Linked DNA regions of Callithrix jacchus: region 2 is linked to region 1. The links are chromatin contacts, called in public Hi-C maps. All regions are on one chromosome and are shown on one strand. Each heading gives the region's core, a stretch centred on a gene start, on an enhancer-like site or on the middle of the called end of the contact. The rest is flanking DNA. Distances are from core to core; before and after follow the strand shown. Region 1 overlaps CYFIP2 (cytoplasmic FMR1 interacting protein 2). Region 2 holds the start of LSM11 (LSM11, U7 small nuclear RNA associated).

What was found. A called contact is a pair of places that touch in the nucleus more often than the background predicts.
Region 2: a Hi-C map of skeletal muscle shows a contact between it and region 1, with 16 times the contacts expected there. The contact joins the promoter of LSM11 here to the enhancer-like site in region 1. A contact is called at or near these places in 3 of 3 Hi-C or Micro-C datasets (induced pluripotent stem cells and skeletal muscle).

What each region holds. Positions count from the first base shown.
Region 1 is chr2:20,135,292-20,139,489 of calJac240_pri, forward strand. All of the region lies in intron 23 of CYFIP2 (cytoplasmic FMR1 interacting protein 2), which reads left to right. LOC118150063 (a long non-coding RNA gene) reads right to left here. Exons shown (of 4, transcript XR_004737823.3): 4 at 1,733-1,841. Among named protein-coding and RNA genes, the nearest start is that of FNDC9, 23 kb to the left of the region's middle. Within about 2 kb of position 2,115, at least 2 of the 16 cell types and tissues checked have an H3K27ac peak or open chromatin away from gene starts, as enhancers often do.
Region 2 is chr2:20,514,026-20,518,223 of calJac240_pri, forward strand. It overlaps LSM11 (LSM11, U7 small nuclear RNA associated), which reads left to right and starts at 2,279. Exons shown (of 4, transcript XM_035283508.3): 1 at 2,279-2,741. The coding sequence starts at 2,294.

The sequences.
Region 1 (4,198 bases), core at 865-3,364:
AGCTCGTGTGTGAGTTCCCCTCCCTGTGTCCATGTATTCTCATTGTCCAACACCCACTTATGAGAACATGTAGTGTTTGGTTTTCCGTTCTTGTGTTAGTTTGCTGAGAATGATTATTTCCAGCTTCAGCCATGTCCCGGCAAAGGACACGAACTTCTCCTTTTTTGTGGCTGCATAGTATTCCACAGTGTATATGTGCCACATTTTCTATATCCAGTCTATCATTGATGGGCATTTGGGTTGGTTCCAAGTCTTTGCTATCGTAAACAGTGCCACAGTAAACATACATGTGCATGTGTCTTTATAATAGAACGATTTATAATCCTTTGGATATATACCCAGTAATGGGATTGCTGGGTCAAATGGTATTTCTAGTTCTAGGTCCTTGAGGAATTGCCACACTGTTCTAATAGAGTTTCAGAGGTCTTTCTGGTTATAGGTTCCATAATACCTTCTCTGTGGTTTGCCATTTTTTTTTTTAACAGAGATTATCATTGATAGGTAGAGGGATATAAATTGAACAGTTGATCACTTGGACAAAGGTATATTTCCCTCATTGTTAGGTGCTTATATTTCTCAAAATTCAGTGTGCAACATTAGTACATAAACCCATGTACCTGTGGCATTTTTCTGGTTTTGGGGTTTTTAGGTGTTCTGGTGGTTTAATTAACATATTACAGCCAAATGCATAAATCCTAAGTGTACAGCTTGATGAAGGCATGTGGGCATGTAGCCCACACCCAGGTCTCGCGAGATGCAGAACATTTACAGTATCATAGGTGGTTCTTCCATGGCCTCTTCAGTGTTTCACAAGGAACCATGGTTCTGAGTTCTGTTTCCAGAGGTAGTGTTGCTTGTCCTTGAACTTCATATAGAGTTATCTGATATGTTTTCCCTTTCCCTTCTGACCTCTGATTTTATTATATTTGCGATTCATCCATGTTGTGGATGATTCATTTTTTATTACTGAGTCAATTACTCTAGTATTCTCATTGCATGAATAGACTAATTGAATCATCCATTTTACTGTGGTTAGACATTTGGGTTGTTTATAGTTTGGTACTATTATGAATAAGGATGGCATGAATATTTTTGTACATGTGTTCTGGTGTATATATACTCTTTTTATTAGGGAAATACCTATTAGGTTGGCTTCAGTAGATACTGCCAAGCAGTTTTACAAATTGTGTGTACCAACTTATACTCCCATTCAGCGGTATATGAAAGTTATAATTTCTTTGCAGCCTCATGAACAATTGAATTTGTCCCTCTTTTTCATCATAGCCATTCTGAGGGTGTGTGTCATATTTCATTATGATTTTGATTTCCCTAATGATGCCGATTCTCCTTTTTCACGTTACTAGCCATTTGGACACCATCTTTTGTGAAGTGCTGTTGAACATTCTTGCCTTTTTAAATTACCTTATGGGTGTGGGCATTATATATTATGGATACATGTATTCCACATACCTTACTCTGGCTCGTCTTTTGGTGAATGGAAGTTCTTGAGGCTTAGTGTGGTTTTCTTTCCCTTATGGTTGGTACTCTTATGAATCATTTAGAAAACCTTCCCTACTCTAACGCATGAAGCTATGCTATCTCCTGAAAGTTTTAGAGGTCAGTCGTTCAAGACTAAACAGACCTTTAAGTCCACATTATTCACCTAGAATTGATGTTTAATGGGAGGTACAAATCAAATCTTTTATTCCCAGATTGTCCCGGCACCACTTACTGAAAAGGCCTCCTTCCGCAATCTGTGGCGGTAGTCTTATGTCCGTCGTTTATCTGCTGTCCATAAATGGTCTGGTCATCGCGGCCTCTTAATATTTGTTGGATCTAATCTGAAACAGATTGGCATTTGTTAAGTATTTTCACATGTATCAGGTTTTCAAAGGAAATTCTGTTATTATCTAGTGTTTTCTCTAGTATTTCCTTCCCTGGGAAATCAGAAAGTGGTCATTAGGGAAATAGCAATCACTAAGTTTTTGTTCAAATTTTGTGTGGTTTTCTTGACTTTGGGCCATTGTTATGCCAACATACACCAGGAGAGGGCCCTATTGGTACGTCTGAGGGAGGGAGGGCCTGAGTCCCTGGGAAGAACATAGCCATTCCGTCTGCCTTTTGCTGCAAGGCCTGCTGGACTTGACTGTGTTCTCTGCCTTCGTCTCTATTTCTTCTCTCCCTGTTTCATTGGAGGGGACCACAGGAACACTCCTGTCAGTCATTTGGGAGCATTACTGACCTCACCAGAGGTGAGGAGAGTCTAGACCCAAACTCACAGATTTGAATGCCAGTCAGATTGGGGAACGAGACCATCCAAGGTCGGTTTCTCAACCTCAGCACCACTGACAATTGGAACCACATAATCTTTTCTTTTAGGGGGTTGCCCTGTGCTTTGCAACAAAAATGTTGAACAACAATTTTGGATTATTTTCCAGTAGCACCCTTCATTGTGACAACCAAAAACGTCTCTGTCTCCAGATATTGCCTGATATTCCTCAGGAGGGTAAAAGCTTCCCCTCTTGAAAACCACTGTTGTAGTAGAACCTCAAATTGTGTAGATAGGAAAACTCAGACCCCAAGAGGGAGCTGATTTTCCCAGCGTTATAGCTAGTGCAGGAGTCGGGATGAAAACCAGATGTGCCTTGGAGTCCAAAGAGCCTTGAAGTTAGCGTATTAAGGTACAGAGAGACGCCCAGCTGGGCTTTGCTGATTGTTTTTGTTCTTTTCAATAGTTCCATCGCCACATCTGACCTGTCTGCTACTTCTGCCTTTTAATGTCTTTCCTCTAATTGTTATTACACAATTGAAATAAACTTATTGATAGAAAACTCAGAGAAGCAGAAAGAAAACAAAAACCACATTGTCACACTAAGATGACCTCTGTTCACTTTTTTTTTTTTTTTGAGACAGTCTCACTCTGTTGCCCAGGCTAGAGTGCAGTGGCGTGATCTCAGCTCACTGCAACCTCCACCTCCCGGGTTCAAGCAATTCTCCTGCCTCAGCCTCCCAAGTAGCTGGGATTACAGGCACATACCAACACACCCAACTAATTTTTATATTTTTAGTGGAGATAAGGTTTCACCATGTTGGCCAGGCTGGTCTTGAACTCCTGACCTCAAGTGATTGCCTGTCTCGGCCTCCCAAAGTGCTAGGATTACAGACATGAGCCACTACACCCAGCCGACCTCTGTTCACATTCTAAAAATATTGTTCCAGATGTTCTAGCATATTTTCTCATAAAAAATTATTAGTCATAAATAAAAGCAACACTCACCAAGCTGAGATGAGTGATTGCCTCTATGGGGTGTGATGGTGACAGGGGCAAGGGAGAAGTGTCTCTCGCTTTTTTAGGCTTTAAATTATTTAGATTTATTGCAGTAAACATTTATTACTTTGTTTCCCTTAAAGGAAAGACTCCCATACATAGCAAATGTACACAATTCAAATGCATGGAAAGTAAATAAGTGAAAGACCCTTCTTGACTGCCCCTCTCAGACCATCACTCCATACGCCCACCTGTGCTTGGTCCAGGATGATTTTTGCCCATCACTCTGAGAACAGACTCCTCCAGCTGCCCAAGAAGCATGTCCTGTCCTTTTGCCCAGGCACCCACAAGTAATGCGTTTGACCTTTCTGTATGAGTATTTCTTCCAGCCCAGATACAGACTATATTTTTGGTTGAAAACGATCCACACTTTGTGGAATGGAGACACCTTGATTCCCAATAATACACTTTCTTTATGTGACTTTATGATTTTTAACTCCATTTACATCTTTTCAGAAATGGCCTAATCTGAAAAGCAAACCTGCTAGCATCATCAATATATCAGGACTTGGGGGGGAAAATGGTCTGAAAGTTAAGAATCACTGGTTCCACAAACAAGCCCAAGAGTCCCCATGGGCCAGGCAGAGTGTGAGACTCCAGGGCATATCCCATCCCTGATGGCACTGTTCACCACCCACCCCTGGTTGTCAGCATAGGTTAGCCCTCCAAGCCCTCTAGGGGTGGGCAAGATGATTTTAGAGGTTTTTGAGACAGTTTCACTCTGTTGCCCAAGCTGGAGTGCAGTGGTGCTATCTTGGCTCTCTGTAGCCTCTACCTCCTGGGTGCAAGCGATTCTTATGCCTCAGCCTCCCACATAGCTGGGATCACAAGCATGTGCCACTACACCTGGCTACTTTTTGCATTTTTAGT
Region 2 (4,198 bases), core at 1,029-3,528, 380 kb after region 1:
GGCCAACATGGCAAAACTCCATCTGTATTAAAAATACAAAAATTAGCCTGGTGTGGTGGTGCATGCCTGTAATCCCAGCTACTCAGGAGGCTGAAGCAGAATAATCACTTGAGCCTGGTAGCTGGAGGTTGCAGCGAGCCGAGATCATGCCACTGCACTCCAGCATGAGTGACAGCAAAACTCTTGTCTAAAAAAAAAAAGAGCCCATGTCCCAGTTTCTCATCTTGCATTGCAAAATTTACAGTCAGGAATAAAATGTATTTTTGAAAGGGTGATGGCTGGACTCATCCCTCACTAATTGACACCCCATCTATCAATGCCATTTTTTCCCATCCTGTTCTCAATCCACAGAAAGAGGAGATACGGCTCTTGTTTGGTAATTGCTAAAGTCTCTTTGAGGAAATAAATAAAGATGTCAACTCCTTTGGCCTTTTTCATTTATTTTTCTTAGACAAAAAGACTATATGAAATCTAACTTTCATGTATATCTCTGGGTAGGCCAGGATACACATACCCTCATCACAGTAGTGGTTCACGAACTTCTGGATGGAAAAAAAACATTACTTGGAATGCTTGTTTAAAATGCACATTTTTGGTTCCCCCCAGCCCCCAGGAAGGTTTGAAGCTCAGCAATCTGATTTTTTTTTTCTTTTGAGATGGTGTGTCACTCTGTTGCCCAGGCCAGAGTGCAGTGGTGTGATCTCAGCTCACTGCAACCTCCGCCTCCCAGGTTCAAGTGATTCTTCTGCCTCAGCCTCCTGAGTAGCTGGGACTATGTGTAACACCACACCTGGCTAATTTTTGTAGTTTTAGTAGAGACGGGGTTTCACCATATTGGCCAGGCTGGTCTCGAACTCCTGACCTTGGGATACGCCCACCTCAGCTTCCCAAAGTGCTGAGATTACATGCGTGAGCCACCACACCCGGCCAGCAATCTGATTTTTAACCCCAAAGGCTTCTGATGTGTATGGTTGTCAATATATAGCACCTTGGGCAGCAGGGCCCTCGGTATACTGTGATAGGCTGGGTGGGAAGTAAGACAGTGTAGCTCTTGATTAGCAATTTTAATTTAATGGTAAGTTGACAGCATTTTATATCAAAATACAGACAACTAGGTATTAGAGCACAAATTTTCAAGAAAACCAACAAGGGAAATCTGCTTTCTGTAGGTCTTAAGTGACACTATAAAGGCTATCATTCAGTTTTGTCACATAATGGGATAAGCACTCATTTGAATTGCCCCAGTTCTGAAGCTTTGAGTTGTTTATTCAGGCAGGGGGTTTTGAACAAAGTGATAAGCTGGGTTTAATACCTGTGCCATAAAGAAACCTGTACTGCTACTAATTAGAAGCCACTGCTTGATGGTTTTATCTTTGCTGTAGTATGCATTCATCCCAAGGTATATTTCACAGTTGTATATTAATTTCATCTTGCTCTCTAAGGTACTCTCCAGTATTCTCTTGGACTTCCTCTTTGAGTTTTAAGGAAACTAAAATATACACAAAGCAACTATCATTTTAAAATCAACCAAAAAATATTTTGCCGAATTAAGGCTACCGTGGAACTAGTGGTATGCTCAGGTCTTGTGAATTTTCCATGGCTTCCTCCAAGAGCTGGATCCTTGTTTCTTCCAATTGCTTAGCAATGCCTAGAAAGTCAGTGATATAATGCATTTTCGTTGATACTAAGGTCGCTCCAGCCTTAGCGGAAATTTGTTTATGCATAGGGTATATAGGAAATGGAGGGCTGACACTTACCCAGTATTGGTTGATAGGCATTTATTATGTGCTATGTAGGCAGTATCTCTCCATCTTGAGGTCAGTTCTATAAGGTAGGTACTATTTATATCGTATTTCAGATGAGAAAGACGCTAAATATGAGCCCAGGTGGGCTATTCCTTCCCGCCCACCATCAGTCGTACTCAGCATGGAAGCAAATTGAGACATTCATTGCCTTTCTGCAGGCCTTTCCTGCCAGCTCAAGCTAGGACTGAGCTCACCCCTTGGGGAATCCGGAGTATTAACAAACACCCCGAATGATAATGACACAGACGAGAGGCTGCCGTTGGAGCAGGTCGACAGCGTTAACCTGTCACCTGTGGGCGGAGGCGGTGGAGACGCGGGCTGGTCGGATCCGCGCACCACGCCCCCTTGGCCCGGGAGGAACGTGGACAGGTGCTGCCCTCCTGCGGCCGCGTCGGCGCAGTGCGACCGCGCGCCGCGGCTGCGCAGTGCCGCCCTCTGGCGGCTCCGCTCCTTCTTCCCATCGGCCTCGGCTTGCGGGCCTTTCAAACATGGAGGAGCGGGAGCGGGGGGCGAGGTCGGCTCGCGCTGGGAGCCCCGTGCGCCCGCCCAGTCCGCGGCTGGATGTCAGCTCTGACAGCTTCGACCCGCTGCTGGCTCTGTACGCTCCCCGCCTGCCTCCCATACCCTACCCCAACGCCCCCTGCTTCAACAACGTGGCCGAATACGAGAGCTTCCTCAGGACCGGGGTCCGGGGCGGCGGGCGCGGGCGCGGGCGGGCTCGGGGCGCGGCCGCGGGCTCGGGGGTTCCCGCCGCTCCCGGGCCCTCGGGCAGGACTCGCCGCCGTCCGGACGCGCCCGCCCCGGACCCCGAGCGCATCCAGCGCCTCCGCCGTCTCATGGTGACCAAAGAGGAAGGGGACGGGGCCGCCGGAGCGGGCCGGAGGGGTCCGGGTAGGAGCAGGAAGGCGCCGCGCAACGTGCTCACGCGAATGCCCTGTGAGTCCGCGGGCCGGGCGGGAAGCGGGGCCGCCGCCGTCCGGAAGCTGGCGGCCGAGGGGCGTCTGCGGGGCGGCGGTGGCCTGGGCGCGGGTCTGCATGTATTGGGGAGCGCCTTGGTGAAGATTTGCAGGAATCAGCGAGTGTGAGGAGGATCTACTTGAGTAATGTGGGTTATGAGGGCGTGGGGAGGTCGCCTTGAGTAAGGAAGGGGCTGTTGGAGCAACAGAGGGAGAGTGGTAAGGCTGTAGTGGTGATAAGACGTGGGAAAGGTCTGCAGAGGTAATCGGGACCCATGGAAGGGTTACAGAGGTGATGACCCTCTGGAGAGGGTCTGCAGGATTGATGGAGGACCTGGAGAGGTGGCGGGGGCCTGGAATCGGCTACAGAGTTTGGGGACATCAGAGGGACGTCAACAGAGGTGATGAGACGTCTTAGAGACCACAGTGAGAGATAAGGTGGGGTGGAATACGGGAGACGTTGGGGAGAGCACAGCCAATATTAGGGGAAGGAGAGTATTTGGTCAATGGGATTTGAGGATGATCGGATGGGCTGTGGGGAAATCTGTTCAGATAGCACAGGCGCATAATCCCATAACGCCTGTACGTTAGTGACAGCTCCTTCTCGAGTGCAATAAGCAGAAGGGCTGCAGGATCTTGATACATGTATGTTCACATTATTAAGTCACAAGTGCTGAAATGTAGCAGGCACAAAATACCACTAAAACACAGACAGTTTTACAGCCATTCTGCCTGGATGGGTGCAGGACTGTGTCTGTCAGGGTCATATTACCATATGCGCAGGTTATTTTAAGTCTAAAGGTGTAAATAGAACAAGGGAATTTCTTGGAGCCTCTTAATAGACCCTTAGAGTAAAGCTGTAAACAGCAGAGGCTCTAATGTGTGAGTTAGGTCTTGTATAAATGGAATAAAAACAGCCTGGGGTTATATCTTTTGTCATCTGGCAAGCAGTTCTGACATCTGCCCTGTGAACACAATGACCTACTTAGCCATTCAAAGCATCTATATCCTGATAATTAAATTGTTACATTATTAAATCGCTGTCTTTCAGATGGAGAGGTGTGCTAAGCAAGGGACTGTTTGTTTCATTCTTAGAAATTCGTTTATTAAGAGAGAAACATCCTGAAACCCTGTGTGCTGCTACGTGTGCCTTTATTGGATGTCTTACCATGCCATAGCATCCCTGCCCAAGCTAGGATTTACCCTGGCTTGCTTGCCCGACTGTAACACAAAGACAATATGCGTATTCCCAAAATGAGCCCAGTTTGGGGATCTTAATTTGCCTATGCAGTGTGCTGCCATTAGGTAGTTGAAATGCACTCCTAGGCTCATTGCAACATTTATTTCTGTTTTACCAGTTATTGCTTTGCTACCACGATTGTCAAGGGAAAGGAATATTTCTGTGTATTCCTATGTGGTGGGTGGTTTTAGCTTTCC